Regions from separate parts of the Zea mays genome. Here region 1 is linked to region 2. The links are chromatin contacts, called in public Hi-C maps. All regions are on one chromosome and are shown on one strand. Each heading gives the region's core, a stretch centred on a gene start, on an enhancer-like site or on the middle of the called end of the contact. The rest is flanking DNA. Distances are from core to core; before and after follow the strand shown.

The links. A called contact is a pair of places that touch in the nucleus more often than the background predicts.
Region 1: a contact with region 2 is called in a Hi-C map of tassel, with 5 times the contacts expected there. The contact joins the promoter of LOC103653383 here to the promoter of LOC100282330 in region 2. A contact is called at or near these places in 3 of 25 Hi-C or Micro-C datasets (ear, leaf and tassel).

What each region holds. Positions count from the first base shown.
Region 1 is chr4:73,010,410-73,014,218 of Zm-B73-REFERENCE-NAM-5.0, reverse strand. It overlaps LOC103653383 (endo-1,3(4)-beta-D-glucanase), which reads left to right and starts at 1,402. Exons shown (of 7, transcript NM_001316316.1): 1 at 1,402-1,705; 2 at 1,834-1,855; 3 at 1,999-2,116; 4 at 2,279-2,366; 5 at 2,498-2,587; 6 at 2,672-2,772; 7 at 3,444-3,806. The coding sequence starts at 1,471. The coding sequence ends at 3,584.
Region 2 is chr4:72,776,687-72,780,225 of Zm-B73-REFERENCE-NAM-5.0, reverse strand. LOC100282330 (60S ribosomal protein L7-like) reads right to left here and starts at 1,900. Exons shown (of 6, transcript NM_001374450.1): 1 at 1,731-1,900; 2 at 1,475-1,657; 3 at 1,037-1,134; 4 at 824-961; 5 at 273-375; 6 at 1-188. The coding sequence starts at 1,657. The coding sequence ends at 129.

The sequences.
Region 1 (3,809 bases), core at 153-2,652, 230 kb before region 2:
AAATCCAAAGCTATTTTTATAAAGTACACTATATGCTAAACAATATCACATTAAAAATTAACAGTAACTATAATTTTTTTGAATAAGATGAGTCGGTCTAGCTAGTAAAAAAAGTTACGTCCCGTTTGAATCATTAGAATTGAATTCCATTCTAATAATAGTAAATTAGGCATATATCAATTAAGTTAATTCGGTTTTATGCAAAATATATTTGTATACTATTATTAGCAAGATGTCGGAGATATTTATGTGCTATATTTTTACTATAAAGGAGTGAGACGAAAAGTGTCATATAAGATACAGAGTAGAAACAAATTCTACTAATGCATAAAATCATTTCCCATCCTCTACCACATGAATTTGAGATAGGCTTATATCTGAAATTTGGAAAGTGGTGGAATATCGAATTCCAACTAAATAAGTTACTTTATTGAGTGAATTCCAATTCCTATAAAATGAAGGGATCTAAACGCCCCATTAGATAAATTATAGATTGAAACGGAGAGAGTAGTATATAAGTGTTTTACGATGTTTCTTGTTTTAATCTCTAAGAGCATCTCCAACAATGTCTCAAACTAGTGCCTCAAATTGAAATATAGGGCTCTACACAGGAAAAACTACTCCAACAGTGCCCCATTTCATAAAATTTTGTCAAAAAACTATAGGGCACTCTATCAAGTGACTCAAATATACTACACCGTAGTGGCCTGCCCTATAATCTAGATTTAGGGGTTTACTGTTGGAGCGGGGTGTTTTATTGGTGCCCTAAATTCTATAAAATATACTCATTTTCAAATTATAGGGCATTTTTATAAGTCACGTTGTTGGAGATGCTCTAATGAATTGTGTAGTACTCCGTACTTCCTCGGCAGGTAGGGGGAGTAGGACACGTGTCTTGTAGTATGTGAAAGGTCGTTGAACGTGTGTGTTTTTGTGTGCTGCCACCGTGTTAGTAGCTTGGATCAATGTCTCGAAGGTAGCTGCGCTGCACACGTGCCCCTCGTGGGTCAAACAGTAATGACGTCCCGCATGATTGGCATTATTTCCTCTCCTCGATCTGCTGTCTCTCTCCTATTGTCGTAGACGATCTGCTCCAGTCCGCCATCCGCATTCCGCAAGCACATCAAGCTAACTAATCGGGTGCGTTTCTTAATCAATTTTCAATTTTTTTTCCCAACAAAACAAAGTGGTGGGGCTCTAAAGTGTGCGCGCACCGGTTGGCTGTTGCTCCTGCAATGTGCTGATTGCTGTGCGCGCGCACATGGCTATAGGAGGGCATTCGTCGGAAACGAAATTTAAACCGCGTGATGCGTGATGCGCCATGTCCTCCCCACCAAACCTACCCCTCCCCCCGTGTTATTTATATATCACACACACGCAACGCCAGGATGCGGCAGCCACAACACATCCCACAACCATTATTCTTGTTCAACTGCATCAGGTCGTCCAACTCACCAAGCGGCAAGCGCCATGCCTTCTTCCGCGCAGGTTCTGCTCTGCCTCGCCGCCGTGCTCGCGGCGGCGGCGGCCACCACCGCCGAGGCGCACTCGCAGTGCCTGGACAACCCGCCAGACCGGTCCATCCACGGCCGCCAGCTGGCCGAGGCCGGCGAGGTCGTCCACGACCTCCCTGGTGGCCTCAGGGCCTACGTCAGCGGCGCCGCGAGCTCGAGCCGCGCCGTCGTCCTCGCCTCCGACGTCTTCGGTCCGTACCACACGCTCTCGCAGTTCTCTCTAGTCGTTTGGGAATACTTTTTTTTTAAAAAAAAAATAAAATTTGGACAGCAAGCTCTCCTTTCTTTCTCCCTCTAATCGATTATTCCTGGCATGCAGGGTACGAGGCGCCATTGCTCAGGTACGTAGCTGCCTCCGTTCGATTCCTGCTCCTCCTCCTTCTCCGGCGTACCCCAGTTTTAGGAGACTTGTAAAAGACAGGGCATATATATTCCATCCTTGATTTAGCTGAAATCTATGTGGTTGGCGTGTTCAATAACGCAGACAGATAGCAGACAAGGTTGCAAAGGCAGGGTACTTCGTCGTCGTGCCCGATTTCTTGAAGGGAGACTACTTAGACGACAAGAAAAACTTCACGGAATGGCTCGAGGCTCACTCTCCGGTCTGTTCTATGCACTTTTCGTTACTCTGTCCCTATCAATATATATATATATCACCATCATCTTTTTTTTTTCTTCTTCTTCGCGTCGCGTCGCATCGCATCGCAAGAAACTACTGCAAGCAAAATTGATTGGTTGGTTGGGGATCCTATCGATCTTTACAGGTGAAAGCTGCGGAAGACGCTAAGCCACTGTTCGCCGCTTTGAAGAAGGAAGGGAAGTCCGTCGCGGTGGGAGGCTACTGCTGGGGAGGTATGTGACATCCACGCCAACTGAAACGAACACTCCATTCAGTTCAGGCAACCCGCATAGAGCGTTCTGTTTCTCACATCCGGCCGACCTTGTTGCTGCTGCTTCCTCTTCGCTGGCATGGCACTTGGCAGGGAAGCTGAGCGTGGAGGTGGGGAAGACCAGCGACGTCAAAGCTGTGTGCCTTTCGCACCCGTACAGCGTCACTGCCGACGACATGAAAGGTGCAGTGCAGTGCAGTGTGCTCCTCCTCTTCTTCATGCTGCTTCACTAGCCTCACCGCATGTGTTCATTCGAAATCGAAACAGAGGTGAAATGGCCGATCGAGATCCTGGGGGCCCAGAACGACACGACCACGCCGCCGAAAGAAGTGTACCGGTTCGTGCATGTGCTACGTGAAAGACACGAGGTGAGCACTGAGCTCCAAGCTACGACTGATTGCAATGACACTGTCTTGATACCGGCCAGCTCATTCTAGTGGTGGTGGCACACACAGGTTCCAGGGGCGGGCCTCATTCAATTCAATGATATTCAATTGAATACCCATTATTTTTAAAAAACAACATATACATATATATAGTATATATACATAGGAAATAAGAAATAAATCAAATAAGTGGAGAAATTTCTGTTAAATTAGACCAAAATATCTCTAATCTCCTTGCTACTTTCCATACCCACCCAGCCCAATAAATTGTTGTGTGATTGTGTCCTATGAGATCCAATGAAGTGATGTAGCCCATCTTAGTATCTTATGGCAAAAAATCTCCAAACCCTATTGTCGTACTAGGAAAGAGCTGTCAGGTCGTGATGGGACATTAATGACAGTGCGAGGCATTAGCGATTGGAAAGAGTCAAATATGATAAGTATCTAGCCAACAACCGAGCAATAGCCCCTGGTGCATTTCGATTTAATTTTTTTTGAAATAGTTGTATGAAATTTGAGTTTAGTAGGTTAGTTATTGAATCAGTTATGATTATGTGTGCTTAATTATAGATTACATATAATTAACTATATATATGCTAATAAATAAGCTTTAGGTCTAGAAAAAAATTTATCCTAATTTTTTTGAATGACAGGTTCCCTACTACGCCAAGATCTTCCAGGGAGTCGAGCACGGGTTCGCCTGCAGGTACAACACCACCGACCCTTTCGCCGTCAAGACCGCAGAGACGGCCCTCGCCTACATGGTCAGCTGGTTCAACAAGCACCTCAACTGAATCAAGCCTGCACTGCACCCACCAGACTGAATTCAATAAACCACAGCAGTGCTGTGATATTTTGTTTGGATTCATGGCTCCCCAGATTGATTTGTCATGGCTAAGACCTCTACTACTGTAATTTCCCTCATTTTTTGTCTCTTCAAACTCTCTGTATTCTTTTTTTTTGCTTTTTTATGACCGCAATAAAGTTCAGTAGGGGTATACCCCTCATGTTTGCTTCAA
Region 2 (3,539 bases), core at 651-3,150:
CGCCCTCCACGTAGTGGTTCCTCTTCTTCTTGAGGCCGCCGAGGGGTGCCTTCAGCTTGAACGGCCAGAGGAAGTTGTTGGCCTCCTTGAAGTGCGGGCCGACCGTCATGATCTCGTGGACAAGGTCCTCAATGCAGATGATATTGTGCTTCCCGAGGCCCTAACACGCACAGAAAGTAAAACAAAGACTCTTTTTTATCTAAGGCTGGAACTGAAATGTGGACCTAATCGGATTATCGGAATCAGCACGGTAGTTGTTGCAGGTGACAAACCTCCTCTATGACACTGTTGTTGCTAAGTGGAATCCTCTGCTTGTTCAGCTTCCCGTAACCTCTCTTGTAGATTAACTCCCTAACGCTCTTCAGGTTGGGGTATCTGGAGACGAAACATACATTTCCAGACTTCAGGACATCACAACGATAATCGACCCGAATTTCTTACTTGCGAATTTTTTTTAAAAAAAACAGGGATCTGGAAAATAAGCTAAAGTGACTAAACAAATTGAATTATGATCTGTTCCATTTCTTTGACCCAGAAGCAACCTGAATAACTAACACAGCCATAAGTTTTCTACAAACACGTTTAAATGGACAACATAAATCTGTGAAAAGATTGAATGAGAACTCATAGCACTCCTTTTACTTTTTAAACTCTAGTAAGAATAAGAATTCACGACATACATTATATAATACGTAACAATTCTAGCAGAAAACTAGCCAAAACAATTAAGGGAGCGATAGGAACATCTGTTGGGAAACATCACATTCGTAAGTGGGGATTGATACAAAATGGACTCATTGCTGCTAAATTTATACAGACTTACCCGTACGCAACATATGGCTCCACCCTGCGCAGCATGTTAATGGTTGCCTTGTTAACCTTGAGGAAGACACCGTTGAAGATCTGCCTCAATCGCAGGAGCTGCAAGATCTTGCGGGTCTTGGGGTGCATGGCATTGATACTACATGACACATTTGACAACAATCAACAGTTGAGCGTAGCAATAGAATCAGCAACCAATGTGAGAGAACCATACCCACGGATGCGAACCACAAACAGAAGCTTGGCCTCTGGGCTCACATAGAACCCACCCTTCAACCGGGCCTCACGCTTGAGCTGCACAAGCTCCTTCTCCTGCACAAAATGCAAATATTATCGCAACATAATCTCTAAGATCCTGCCTTAATACACAAGGCAGAATTTTCAAACAATATACACATGGACAGTGTCCTCGAGTCACGAGAAACTATATTTTTTTCTCTTCCACGTATGATATCGCTAATTAACTGTTTAAAACAGTGCAGTAATCCCATTTTGAATGGGACTGCTATGCGCAGTGTAATTTCAAACAGCCGCAATCCTATATGAAACAAATAAATTTACCAGATCGGACATCATCCTACAAAACCAGTCGAAGCTAAGCAGAGCAGCAAGGAACTGCGAGATGAAGACGGGGCGCACAAATCGTGCTCACCTGGGCGTGGTACTCCTCGGCGTACTGCTTGGCGCGGGCGAAGATGATCTTGCGGCTCTCGAGCGCCTTCTTCCTGTCCGCGAGCGCCTTCTCCTTCTTGTCCGCTGCCCATTGCTCCTCCCGCTTGCGCTTCCGCAGCACAGACTCCGGGACCGCCGCCGCCTTCGCCTCTGCAGCCGACATCTGCGCAGAGAGCCAGACAGCACAAACTCAGATCCGCGCGGATGGAGGCGGAGCTTGGCGCGGCAGAGCGTACCTCTATGACCAGCGTGTGGGTGAAGAGAAGAGGAGGCCGGCCGCCGAGGTGGGAGGAGGAAGGAAATGGCGGCGGCGTGGTCAGAGGAGAGTACTTATGGGAAGGGCGAGCATTAGGGCTTCGGAACGCTCCTGTGGGAGTATCCGACGGCTGCAGTTGGCGGGCTGTCGTATCCGACGGGAGAATGAAATGAACGAAAAGAATGAAGTTTCAGTGACGAGTTGGGCCCCGTCCAGATCGTAGTTTTGGGCCCAATCTGGTCCACTGCGGGCAGGCGGGCAGCAAATTGGGCTTTCGCCTAAAACGTCAAAGAATAGGGAGAAGCCTCGTTTTATGAGGTAGCCCGATAGGGCTTTATCTAAGAAACCATAAAAAACAAAAAGGAAGCGAGGGTCTTGTGACACCCAAAAATCTTATCTCGAAAGTTTATTAAAGTTGTCTAAAGATTTTTAAAAAAAATATATTACTTTTTCTAAACAAAAATGTTTTCGAATAAAAGGTTGAATAAAAAGATCCTCATATGAAATTAGTTATCCTATTTGTTGAATTATATGTTTAAACCCTCTCTAAAAAAGAGTTAAGCAAAATATCTCCTAATAGGGGTTCTATACTAGAAGTTATGTTTCTTTATAGCAGTCAAGCGATGAATATCAAAATCTTGGATGTACTCTTAATGTTACCACACATTTATAATAATAACATTTTCCTAAAGAGAAAGGGTTGTGTGTACTTCACATTTGAAATATGTTTGTAAATAGATGAATAAAATAATTCTTATAACTATAACTTGCATATCATGTTGGAGTTTGTTTGTACATTTACTATGGTGTTTTAAATTCAAAGCCGAATTTTAAATTGAAAATAGAATTAAAAGAAAACAAAATAGGAAAAAAGGACCCAACTAGCCCTAATCCTAAGCGTCGGCCTAGTTCCTCACCTCAACTCGGCCCAAGTGAACCCCCACACCGAGTCACTGACACCCGGGCCCACCCCGCAGCCGCACCATGCATCTCGTGTGCGTCGTATGTTTCTCTGTCGCGTGGGGCCAGGTTGCCATTTGTTTCTTCAACGAATCACATCGAGCCTCACCAGGAAAATAGGGATCCTATTAGGAATCTTAACTGACCCCATCCTCATTGGTTTTATGTGTCGCGATGTTGGGGTATAAAGTACAGTGTGGTGCACGCCCCTTGATCCTCATATGGTGGGCGAACGGGGGGTGAGCTGTGCGGTGGCGTTGAGAGAAGGGCGGAGGGCCGCCGCGGAGACAACTCCGGTGCACCGGTACTGGGGCTTCGGATGGTGGTTAGGGAGGTCCTCCGGGACGTGCTGTCGCTAGGTGGGAAGGAGGTCGCGAGGATCTAAGACTACTTGTCGTGGTCTCTCCTCCGCCGCTGATGGTCGTGCGACGTGGGCAACGCCGCTGCCACCACCGACCCAAGTGAGGAAAACCTTATTTGGTTAGCAATTGTTCTATCCGCATTTCGTTCCGATCAAATTGAGTAGGAGCAACCGAAGGGTTGGGAATCGCTCGCCGGAGTTGGTAAATTGCGGTGGGTCCGCCATGCATCGTGGTAAGGGGACCGAGCCTGTTAATGGGTGTTGTAAGGGTGGTTTCTGGGTTTAGAGTGTTGTGGGTTTCGTTTAGAATAGTTCGGATCAAGGAATTAGGGCCCTGGTGCTCGGTGTATGTGGAATTTGGCCATGGCGTCGGCGAGGGCATGAGGGTGCCGCCGCGGTCTACCGTCGGGTGGAGAAGATGGCGCTCAGCCGTTGGATCCTAATCGATGGATGAGATTAAATCAGAGC